Linked DNA regions of Drosophila melanogaster: regions 2 and 3 are each linked to region 1. Evidence: chromatin contacts called from public Hi-C data. All regions are on one chromosome and are shown on one strand. The core of a region is the stretch at or near the end of the contact, and the rest is flanking DNA. Distances in the headings are between cores, read along the strand shown.

Evidence for each region. Hi-C and Micro-C count contacts between places; a contact is called where the count stands out from the background.
Region 2: a contact with region 1 is called in a Hi-C map of the S2 cell line, with 6 times the contacts expected there. A contact is called at or near these places in 11 of 107 Hi-C or Micro-C datasets (the ML-DmBG3-c2 cell line, the S2 cell line, embryo and 4 more).
Region 3: a contact with region 1 is called in a Hi-C map of the Kc167 cell line, with 2.6 times the contacts expected there. A contact is called at or near these places in 12 of 107 Hi-C or Micro-C datasets (the D17-c3 cell line, the Kc167 cell line, the S2 cell line and 5 more).

Annotation. Positions count from the first base shown.
Region 1 is chr3L:6,741,552-6,745,459 of dm6, forward strand. It overlaps dikar (dikar,), which reads right to left and starts at 1,613. Exons shown (of 10, transcript NM_001274552.1): 1 at 1,475-1,613; 2 at 364-498; 3 at 151-239; 4 at 1-88. The coding sequence starts at 391. velo (veloren) reads right to left here. Exons shown (of 9, transcript NM_206286.2): 8 at 3,480-3,908; 9 at 2,875-3,417. The coding sequence ends at 3,088.
Region 2 is chr3L:8,423,046-8,426,953 of dm6, forward strand. Cbl (Cbl proto-oncogene) reads left to right here and starts at 1,909. Exons shown (of 6, transcript NM_139967.2): 1 at 1,909-2,817; 2 at 3,361-3,768; 3 at 3,857-3,908. The coding sequence starts at 2,264.
Region 3 is chr3L:5,144,385-5,148,292 of dm6, forward strand. AlaRS-m (Alanyl-tRNA synthetase, mitochondrial) reads left to right here and starts at 1,714. Exons shown (of 10, transcript NM_079208.3): 1 at 1,714-1,978; 2 at 2,041-2,214; 3 at 2,274-2,419; 4 at 2,474-2,677; 5 at 2,738-3,022; 6 at 3,078-3,908. The coding sequence starts at 1,811. It overlaps Fitm (Fat storage inducing transmembrane protein), which reads right to left and starts at 1,679. Exons shown (of 2, transcript NM_168110.3): 1 at 811-1,679; 2 at 1-751. The coding sequence starts at 1,513. The coding sequence ends at 12.

The sequences.
Region 1 (3,908 bases), core at 363-2,862:
CCTTGAGCAGGCGCACAATTAACTCGGGCACTAGGGCGACCTGATCCTCATCGCTGGTACCATCGGAGAGCAGCGCCGATTCGAGGTCCTGTGGATGCAGTGCGTTTTTTATGATTGATTCTCTTTAGAAGGTGTTTATCAGTTACTCACCTCGATGTCGATGTCGGGCAGATCAAAGGCAGAACTAAACAATGAACAGAAATGCGAAATACACGGTATCTCCCACCATGATTGAATGTCTGCGAAGAGAAAAACAATGTGATTTAGCAAATTTTTCGGTAACTTGCGACTCTTGTTGTATATATTTCCACTATTATATTGGTTTTGTTAAGTAGGAACTGATTTGGTAAATTTATTGCTCACCTAATAATCCAATGAAAGTAGAAACCATTTATGTATGCTTGCTTATTGGAAACGTTGCTCCTCTGCGGGATTTTATAGATGTCAGTAAGAACAATTCCTGGGCCTCTTTAGTAGCTCTCTGGTGTGGAAGTCGGGCTGCGTATATAATATATATGTATATATAACGTATGTGGTCAGGCGTTAACGAATTAGGCTCAAATTACACGACCGAAAGTCAAAAGGCGGCAAAAAGAGCGAGCGCAGAATTCAGACAAAAAAAATGTGTGCAACATGTGTGTGTGTGTTGGGACACTTGGCGGCGATATATACACAAACATCTGGCTTTATCACTTATCAAACATTCCGATGCACGCAAGGGTCTGGGCAGCGCAGGGGATGGGGATGGGAGTGGGAAGGGTCGAGTGGGTGGACGGTAGGTCAAAAGAAAGTACGCGCGCTTATTTTCACGAAGAGAAAATCAAAACAGACAGCCGACAAGCGGCCAAGGCGTGCGTCAAAGCGGGACGGCACCAGTACATTGAGCCAATAGCCGAACCGCTCACTTTTTCACGTTTGCATGCCGTCCCGCTCCCGCGAATGGGCACTACTATTTTGACTACACTGCACTCGATTATTTTGCAATTATAATGTGCAATTTACACGGCTTTTGGGCAGTTGGTTTTTTTCCGCTTTTCACCGCAAATTGCACGCGATGAAAGGTTATGGTGCGCAGATTTAGTTGGCGTACATAGCAGTTTATTTAACTTCCAATTTTGTGGAGCATGCGCGCGGCGGCTGACGACCGACGGCTTTTCTCCGCCTCCGTTTTTTGCCTGCTGGGCAGTGTGTATTTATTTTTATTAATACACGTATATATATTTTTCAGTTACGTGTGAAAATGTCATTTAACTTTAGAGACGCCCATTTCCCAGTCATCTTTTCTTTCTGCTTTTTCCCCCTCAATTTCTTTTTCCACACACACGCACGCACACACTCGGATGCCAGGGCACACACACACATAGTTGTACGCAGAGGGGCTCCATCTGCCATAAAATATTATTAATTATTTCACAACAATAGCAGCACGCACTAAACAGTTCGCTGCGATCGATTGATTGAACGGCATGCCTACCCGTTTCGATCCCGTTAATCTGGCTATCTGCGCAGACAATACGCGATTCGCGTTTTTTTGCGCTCCTGGTTAATTTTATTTTTCTTCAGCGAGCAGCAAACGCGGCGAAGAAATTATCGTGGCTCTCGATAACTAGTGGTGGTCTGAAATTCGTCAACACGCCAGCCATCGATGGTTCACTAGAGATGCGGCACTCGGGGCAAAGTGGCTCTAAACGATAGTTAATATATTTGTTTTGGATTTAAATTGGTAAATCGACTTTATTTCTTCAAAACGGTTCACCTTTCATATTTTTCATATTAAATAGTTTTCAATTGTGTATTTTAGTTTTAAATTTAAAGTATTTAAGTTTGTAAAACATATATTCAATGAAACTTTAAAATCAGATTAATACATTTTTATTTTAAATATGCTTGCTTTTCCACATAAACACAATTCTGCAGATAAGAAAAGTATTTTAAGATAATTTAATTTTAATAAAAAAATAATTTAATAATTTAATAATCTGCTTGCCAATACATGTATTATGTTTTGTTTTGTTTACTATAGAAGTTTGTAAGCATTAATGCGCAATTTACAACATTCCCCGATTCTATCGATAGATCGATTTCCTTCTTCCGGTCGCTTTTCGCTTGCCATTCGCCTCTCCGCTACCCCTCCTTCAACAGTCTTTTTTTCTTGCCTTCCCACCCCTCCTTTGCGAGAGCAGCTGTGAGTCTAACCTAACTTTTCCGCCGTTAACTACATGGCGGCGTGCTAGTGTGTGTTGTTGCTTCACACGCACAAGTGCGGGTGTGTGCGTGCCAGTCACCATGTAGGTCGTCATGTATGTTCTAAAGTAACTACATGGCATAAATCGCGGGTTGGGGGGCTATCAATTAAAGATTAACCAAAATTATGCAAAACCATCCAAAGCTGCAATTCAAGTTGAGCGCGCATGCAATGTTTGCAAAAGTCTGCAAGCTAATTTATACGAATTTCGGCCGAAATTGCATTCTGTTCAACAACGTGCCTCGGGGAGTCCCACCATGTAGGTGCCATCTACATGGCGATTCTAGCCTACATGGCGAGGCATGCGAAACTGGTTTGGGCAAGGGCGACCACGAAATTTGTTGTAAAATAAAGTGGTGCTGGGAAAGCCTCCCCAAGAACAAACAAGTAACGCACTACTGTAATATAATAAAACCCTTATTTTTGTTATACATATAAATTTAGCTGTTCGAAATTAATAAGTTATTTCAAGATCATTGAAATTGCAAATTAATTCAGGAATTAAACCAAATTATTGTGAATTTATTTTTAAACAAATGACTCCATTTCAAATGACTTTCCAAAAACTATAACAACTTTCTCACTTTTCCCATTAATACTCGCTTAAAAAGTCCAAACACCAGTTTCTTGTATTTCATACATAGTAATTTAGTCTTTATTTATAGTTTTAGTTTAGTGTAGTTTTTTAGAGTCAAACGTTTAGATACATAGAATTGAATAACCGATGTAATGTAATGGCGTATTTACAGGTGGTGCCGCAGCTGTGGCAACTGGAGCAGCGCAGGCAGGTGGGGCATGTGCGCATCCGGATCGCGAGCTCGCAGGGCGAGAATCGTTTGGTGCTACGGCTCTATCTTCCGGATCTTCAGTCCACCGCTGGGCCCACGCGGCCCCAAATGAGCGACTCCGGACGAAACGCCCGTCGTCGTTGCGGCCGCCGTGCTCACCAGCTGGGGTATCAGTGCACCGCCATTACTGCTAGCCTCGCCGTTTCCATTGGTCGGACTTGAGACGGCTCCGTTGTGCAGGCGCCGCTTCAGCACGAATCTTTTACCCGTGGGCGCTGCCGCAGTCGTGGACGCAGGTGCTAACGCGGCGGTTTTCCCTGCCAACGCTGGCTCCTCGTTCACGGGGTCCACTTCCATGTCGGTGCCGGCATTGTTTTCATCATGCTGAAGGAAATATTATAGTTAGCGATCGTGATGTGGCAGCTATAAATCTTTTAGAGACTTACCATTTCACTAGCTGGATCTTCGTCGTCATGGCCCTCCTCCTCCTCAAACTCGGCACTTTCCGTGTCCTCTGGATACTCCACCAACTGTCCATTCAGCGTTGGGAACTCGATCACTGGCAGTATGAGGCGTTGCTGCTGATTGCCCTCGTCCATCAGCTGCTGGATGAGATTGGCAATGTCCTCGCGCTTTTTCGTCACTGTGAGGAAGTCAAACCAGTTGGTCAGCTGCTTGATGGGCAGTCTGTAGTCTCTGATTGGCTCGCCGAAGAATTGCTCCACATACTGCAGCAGATACAGGCCGCAATCGGTGAAGTTGTTCTGCTGCGGCACCTTGACGCAGTGGCCCGGCATATTGTCCTTGTTGAAGACGTGCGCCTGCGCATCCGGCTTCTTTACCCGGTACTCGCATGTGAGATAATCTCGCAGTGT
Region 2 (3,908 bases), core at 659-3,158, 1.7 Mb after region 1:
ACTTTAAAGCCATAAATTTTACGCCTCAGCGGCCGTTGCGAATAAGGGTCACACACACATAGCCTACTATCACCTTGCACAGTGTCCTGATGCCAATTTAAGGTGCATGTTTACTAATGCATTCACACAAAAATATTTGATTTTGGCATAGTTTAGCTATTAGAGCTTAGACCTTATCTAATTGTCTTAGGTATTATATATTTGATATAATAATATTTTAGTTAAGTAATTCTAGCTTATGTTAAAAGGAATACAAAGTAATGCTACCCAAATAAATAACTTGCTAGTAACATAAAAAATGAAGTTATATTTTAAACTATAAATAGTAAGTAAATAAATGTTCTTAAGCAAAACATAATCCTTAATCTTTCATGGTTCGGGACATATGAGCTTTAAGTTAATATTCAATCTTTTTAAGAATTTTAATGTTGCTTTTTTTTCTTACGAGTACTTTCCCTTAAAACTTTGTGCAATAAATCATCATTTTTGGGAAATGCGTTGTGGGTGCTTAAATTCCACATGTTTTGGAACCACTGTGCGCTGGCGGTGGGTGGAGGAAGGTGAAGAAGCAGATCATTGGCGGCGGAGTCGCGTGCATTAAAGAAAATTGAGTGGAGGTGGAGGTGGAAGTGGCCGTCGCATGGGAAAAGAGGTCAGTAAGTGAATGTTTACAGTTAGCTTTTTGGGCAGATCAGAGAGAGCCAGGTCCAAAACAAAACCAAACAAAACAAAACAAAACATAATGCCGAGCCGATCTCAGCTCGACGGAAAAAGCCAAACTGCATATGACAGGCGTGACTCGGCTTTAAGCGCCAGTGCCCAGAACTAATACCCCAAACACGACGAGCTGCAGATCCCATAGAAATGAGGGGGACAAACCGCAGGAAAAGACCGCCAAAAAAAAAAAAAATAAATAAGAAACTGAAAACAGAAGAGCAAAATTTAATTAAAAGAAAGCCAGGCTGGCGCGGAGACGTAAAAACCTTTTGGCAGCCGTGCAGTTTCTTTTTTGGCCAAATATTTGACGGCGCTCGCCTGCGGTTGCCAATAAAAATGGAAAGTGAAAATTGCGGCTGCAGTGGCAGTGCATATTAAAAAATAGAAAGATAGAAACAGCCGTTTGTGTGCGAAAAGATGGCCATAATAAACGATAGAAGGCCAAAGCCACGCACCAGTTCTGCGGGTTTTCTTTCCATCTAATCACTGTTTTTTTTTTTTTCCCGATCGCCAACCAAAACCAGTGCGAGTATTATATAAATAATGCCCGGCATGCTGGATCGGCCGATAAACGGCGGAAATTATATGGCAAGGGGAGAGTTCGCGCCTCTGCAGGAAAAATACGTACATACAAAGTATATCCTCAAAAGGAAAGAAATACTTTGTATGGCGCATCAATTTCCAACACAAGTCGCATTTAAGGCGATAGTTGATCGATCATCTAAGACTTAAAATTAAGTTGATGTATATGATACAAGAAATAGTGCCTTCCTATGTATTGTACTATATTTAATTTATAAAACGTGAGATTCCACATATTTTCATGAAAGGTTTCCTACAAAAAGTAGATTAAAAGCATTTCCTATATATATTTAACACAATTTCATTAAACAAGCAGCAACTTCCATTGTGTAATAACAATTTAAAATACTTCCTTTCGAGGAGGAAAACTGTGAAAAAGAAAATCGTTACCAATAGATTATATTCTGTAAGTCTATTATTTCTAAACATATTCCCAAAATGAATATTCAAATTATTTTAAAAATTAGTTTATTTAATTTAATAAATTTGTAACGAATTTTTTCAAAAGCTCGCCATTTTGTAACGGCATTTTACATGGGTCAACGATGACGTCACAGCGAAATGCAACCCTTCGATCAGTGTGACCAGCCGTGCGAGCTCGTTTGGTATTTACTGGCGTTGCGGCCGCGGTCATACCGAGATTTCATTGAAAAAGTCGAAAATATTGTGTGGGTTTAAAAAACGCAAACGTCGCCGAAACGCGTAGCCCCAAATGCACACGCCAGGTGCAAGGATAAAGCCGTGAGGATCGGGCACCCAATCGGATAGATCGCGTTTGGTTAGCTTGTGGGGGAAAATCGTACTTAAGTCACCACTACTACTACACACGGGCACCACCAGCAACACCAACAACAACAACAACGAGAACAGCACCAGCAACAACAACAACAGCAGCAAGAAGGAGAAGAGCTGAGAAGAGGAAGCAGAGGCAGCGCAGTCGGCAGCGCAGCGGCAGAGAGAAAAGATGGCGACGAGAGGCAGTGGAACCCGTGTGCAATCGCAGCCAAAGATTTTCCCATCGCTGCTTTCCAAGCTGCACGGCGCTATCTCGGAAGCCTGCGTCTCGCAGCGTCTGTCCACCGACAAGAAGACGCTGGAGAAGACCTGGAAGTTGATGGACAAGGTGGTCAAACTGTGCCAGCAGCCGAAGATGAATCTTAAGAATAGTCCACCGTTTATTTTGGACATCCTGCCGGATACGTACCAGCGCCTGAGATTGATCTACTCAAAGAACGAGGACCAGATGCACCTGCTCCATGCCAACGAGCACTTCAACGTGTTCATCAACAACCTGATGCGAAAGTGCAAGCAGGCCATCAAGTTGTTCAAGGAGGGCAAGGAGAAGATGTTCGACGAGAACTCCCACTACCGCCGCAATCTCACCAAGCTCAGCCTGGTCTTCTCCCACATGCTCAGCGAACTGAAGGCCATATTCCCCAACGGTGTCTTTGCCGGGGATCAATTTCGGATCACCAAAGCGGATGCGGCTGACTTTTGGAAGAGCAACTTCGGTAACAGGTGAGTGGCGCCTATTGGAAACCTATTGGACAGTGAAATATCGTGACCATAACAATGCCAAGTCTAATTGGTATTATTGGTAACTAAATGAATTTAAAGTGCGGTTTCAAAACCAAGTGTTATAATTCAATTCATTCATTGTGATTTGATATGGATAATATTACTAGAATTATAACTCTGAATATCCAATTTCGTGTCTGAATCAAACCAGTTTCAACCGGTTCGGTCTTAGCGCAGCTACCCCAGGGTACAAATGTTTATGCGCATATTTTCAATTTAAAAGGACAATTCTACAAAATGGATATCACATATGTTGTTAACAAAGACCACACATTATATATTTTGAGTTTTCTTCTCGGGTTTCCAAGCTGTTCAAACATATATGATTGTGAACTCCCTTCCCAAGTAATTTATAAGAAGGTCTTTTTGTGTTACATTCGAATTCCCCTAAATAAACTTTATAACTCCGCATTCTAACAAAGAATATATTTGTGCCAAAGCAAAATAATAGCACATACTGACATTTTTGCCTTCCTATTGCAGCACATTGGTTCCCTGGAAAATCTTCCGGCAGGAGCTTAACAAAGTACATCCCATAATCTCCGGCCTGGAGGCCATGGCCCTAAAGACCACTATCGATCTTACCTGCAACGACTTCATTTCCAACTTCGAGTTCGACGTCTTCACACGCCTCTTCCAGCCTTGGGTGACCCTGCTACGCAACTGGCAGATTCTGGCCGTCACACATCCGGGCTACGTGGCGTTTCTCACATACGACGAGGTGAAGGCTCGCCTACAGCGCTACATCCTCAAGGCGGGCAGCTACGTTTTCCGGCTCTCCTGCACGCGATTGGGCCAATGGGCCATCGGCTACGTAACTGCCGAGGGAGAGATTCTGCAGACAATCCCTCAGAACAAGTCGCTGTGCCAGGCGCTGCTCGATGGCCATCGGTGAGAGATAGTATTAGTACTAGAACCTAATGTCCTTTAGTGTATTTTAAGAGTGTATTCGTAACTGATCATTATGTTTGATTTTCAGAGAGGGCTTCTACTTGTACCCAGATGGCCAAGCGTACAATCCGGATCTGTCG
Region 3 (3,908 bases), core at 464-2,963, 1.6 Mb before region 1:
GGGTTCAGCTCTCAGCTCTCCAGCGTCTGCTGCTCGCGATCCCTTTCCCGTTTCTGCTGATCGGACATCAGCAAATTGGCGGCTGCACTGGCCGCCTTGGGGCTGGTGAACAGCGGCATTCCCATAAACGTGGGTATCTGCTGATCCCTTGGCACTCCCGTCGTTGCCGCCTTGCCATTGAGGTTGGTCCTCGAACTGTTGGATCCCGAGCTCGTGGTGGCCGCACCCGTGGATAAATGCGAGGGTCGCTTGAAGGGGAAGGTGGGTATCTCTCGCTGATAGCTGAAGCTTCCGTTGCCAGGCGCCTCAGGCAGCAGACCGGGCGTGGGATACCAGAAGCGATAGGTGAAGTACCAGGTGAGTATGGCAATAATGCCGCTGATCACCTTCTCGATCATGCGGTGATAGTACAGCATGGTGCCCACCAACATGATGTCCCACAGCAGCTGCAGGGCCGCCATGCCGATGAATAGGGTGCGAATGATCGGCGTCAGGCGTTTGTACAAGAACTGCAGGCTGCGCATTTGCTCCTCGTTCAGCGTTCTCAGCGGATTCGTGCCCGAGTTCTCGGCTGTGCTGCGATTGTGTCGCTCGTTGCGGATGTGCTCCTTGATGGTCTCCCAGCGGATGATGGGACGCGCCTCCTCGATCAGCACCAGGCTGGAGTGGATCAGGATGAAGGCGTGTCCGGATATATCAAAGCCCTTCCACAGATGACCAGCCTTCAAACAGCTCGATTTGGTCGCATAACCTGGAAGCGCACACGCGATAGTTATTATTAAATTCATTACACGATGCTTGTATACCCACCCTTTGTGGTGCAGCGTCCGTAGGAGTTCTCCACGACGTTAAACAGCTTGGTCCAGAAGAACCAGAAGAAGGTGGCTATGACGATGCGCGGGAAATGGTGTCGCAGCATCCGTTTGTGGTCGCCACACGTAATCGTATAGGCCGAGAGCACCAGGAAGGGCACCACGAAGAGCAGCGTCCAGCCCCAGCCGATCTTCACGAAGTACTGGTTGAACAGGTTGTCCGATCGGGCGAAGTACGTCTTGGGGAAGGGCACAAAGTCCCCGATTACGGAGATCACAAACAGACTGCCCAGATACAAGGCTACTTTGAGGTCCGTATTGAAGAATATGGTCTTCTTGCACAAATGGATGACGCCCATGACCAGGATCTCGCGGATGCTAGTGGGTGCGGCCGTGGGCCTCGTTCCGCGCGCTTCCGACCTGGTGATGTCAGGTCCTCCGGGCCTGAAATTCATGTTGGAACCGGAGGAGGAGGGACTTCCCGCAGTACCGCCCAAATTTGGACGCAGCGGACGTCGCTTGGTGGCCATAGCTGGAGCTGTTGCTCGGGTCCAAAGTGTGTCACTTGAAAACTGCGTTGTTTGCTGCCGTTTTTGGTAATGCTGCGAGTGAAAAGCGAAAGTGAAAGCGAAGGAATCGTGCGTGTCAAAGTTCAACGGTTGCCAGACGCACTTACCTGTGACCAAACAGTGCCAGCGCATTCAAATCAGATCAACTGGTCAATTTGTTTGCTTTTTCGCCGGGCTTAGAGCACCCACTGCGTTGTTCTCAGTTGTAATTTTTCAATTCTTATTTTGGCCCAAATGTACGTGTTGCGCCTGTAAAAAATAGAACAGCTGCAGCTGGTGAGCACGCTTCACTGTGACTGGCAACTCTGATTGGAATTTTTATAAAGAGCGGGTTTCGTGGCGAATGGCAAGCCATGTGATCAGCTGTTCGGGCCTGAGATTTATCTCGAGCATTTTTAATTGCCGGTGCGGTTTTAATTGAACTGCGGCATGTACAACTCGGCCAAGCAGCTGCAGCGCGTGCTGACAGCGCGCGAGATTCGTAAAACCTTTTTGGATCATTTCACCGTCAATCATGGCCACAAGTTCGTTCGCTCCAGCCCGGTGGTGCCCTTTTGCGATCCCACTGTGGCTTTCGTTAACGCGGGCATGAATCAGGTGAGGTAACAGGCCCATTAAAAGCTATTGTTCGCTTGTTTATACGATGGCCTTCGCTGTAGTTCAAGTCGGTGTTCCTGGGCACAGCAGCGGCGCCACACAAGCGGGTTGTCAACTCCCAGAAGTGCGTCCGCGTTGGGGGAAAGCACAATGATCTCTCCGTGGTGGGCACGGATGGCTATCATCACACGTTCTTTGAGATGCTGGGCAACTGGTCCTTTGGGGATTACTTCAAGGTGGGTGCGTTCAGCTTACCCTCTATCACTTCTTTCTCACGAGACCTTTGGGTTTTCAGCGGGAGGCGTGTGCAATGGCCCTGGAGCTGCTCCGTGGTCCCTACAACATTGATCCAGGTCGTCTATACGTCACATACTTTGCTGGCGACAAGGTGCTGGGCATTCCAGCCGATCTGGAGTGTTTCGAGATCTGGAGGAGCCTGGGGTAAAGCTTGTTACATAACGAGAAGTTGGTTTCTTAAGTACTCGTGCTTTGCAGCTTTCCCGCCTCGCGAATACTGCCCTTTGGCTGCGCCGACAATTTTTGGGAAATGGGCGCTACAGGGCCGTGTGGTCCCTGCACCGAAATCCACATAGATCATCGCCCGGATTTGGGCAGCGTGGAGCAGCGAGCCAAGTTGGTGAACGCAGGTCGTTCCGATCTCACAGAGCTTTGGAATCTTGTCTTTATACAGTACAATCGGTGAGGATTTGCCTTCAAGTGGATTGTGTTCCTAGCCTAAGGTTCTTTATGCATTGATAGTCATGCCGATGGCAGCATCTCTCAATTGCCCGCTCATCATGTGGACACCGGCATGGGTTTTGAGCGGCTAACGGCTGTGCTTCAGAATAAGTCTTCTAACTATGATACGGACTTGTTCACGCCGATATTTGATGGCATCCAGCAGGCGGCCAAGACTCCGGTTTACAGTGGCAGCTTTCCGGATGGTGGAAATGCAGCAGTACTCGACACCAGCTATAGGATACTAGCCGATCATGCACGCATGGTGACCGCCTGTTTGGCCGACGGCATGCTTCCAGATCAAAAGTAAGCTTGTACTCATGCCCTGCAAATTTCGCATATAATCCAATATCTATTTCAGTCAGAAATTGCGTCGCGTGCTGCGCAAAGCTCTCAACATTTCGGAGCATGTGTTTGCCCACGACAAATTGCTGACCCAGCTAGTTCCTATTGTGGTGGAGACACTTGGTGAAGCCTATCCAGAGATGGCGGCTAAGCAGCAGGCTGTTATCGACTTGATCTGCCACGAGCAGGAGGTCTACAAGAATCTAAGAGAGAGTTCTTCCAAAGCGTTTGCAGAGGTGCTTATGGAGTTTCCCAATCTGGATGACATCGATCTGATGGAGTGCCCGGGATTCGTGCCCGCCTATCGAGAGTTGCAGATGCAGCGCTGCAAGTTTTCCAATAACACAATACCAGGGGACTTCCTTTACAAGCTGACCGATACCTACGGCCTGACCGAGGAGAGTTTCCTCAAGCTGGCTGAATTGGAGAACATGAACTGTGATTTGGAGCGCTACAGGGCGGAGGTCAGTCTGGCGAAGCTCAAAGCCAAGGGCAACCAAAGGGAGACTGCTGGAGGATCACTCTGCGATCTGGCCACGGAGCAGCGTATTGCTGAAGCTCAGGCGATGCTAACGAAGCGTCTGACACCCACCGACAACAGTCACAAGTACACCTACTCCTTCGACAAGGAGAGTGATTCATACCAAATACCCCCACTAAAGACTCGAGTCCTCGGAATGCTCCTCAACGATGCGGAAGTGTCACGAACCCAAGGCAGTCGCATACAGCAACCCTTCACCGACCTTATTTCCATTGTGACCGCTGGCAGCAATTTCTACTATGAATCCGGAGGTCAACAATCGGATGGCGGAAAGATCCTTGTGAGCAATCACCAACAGCCAGACCA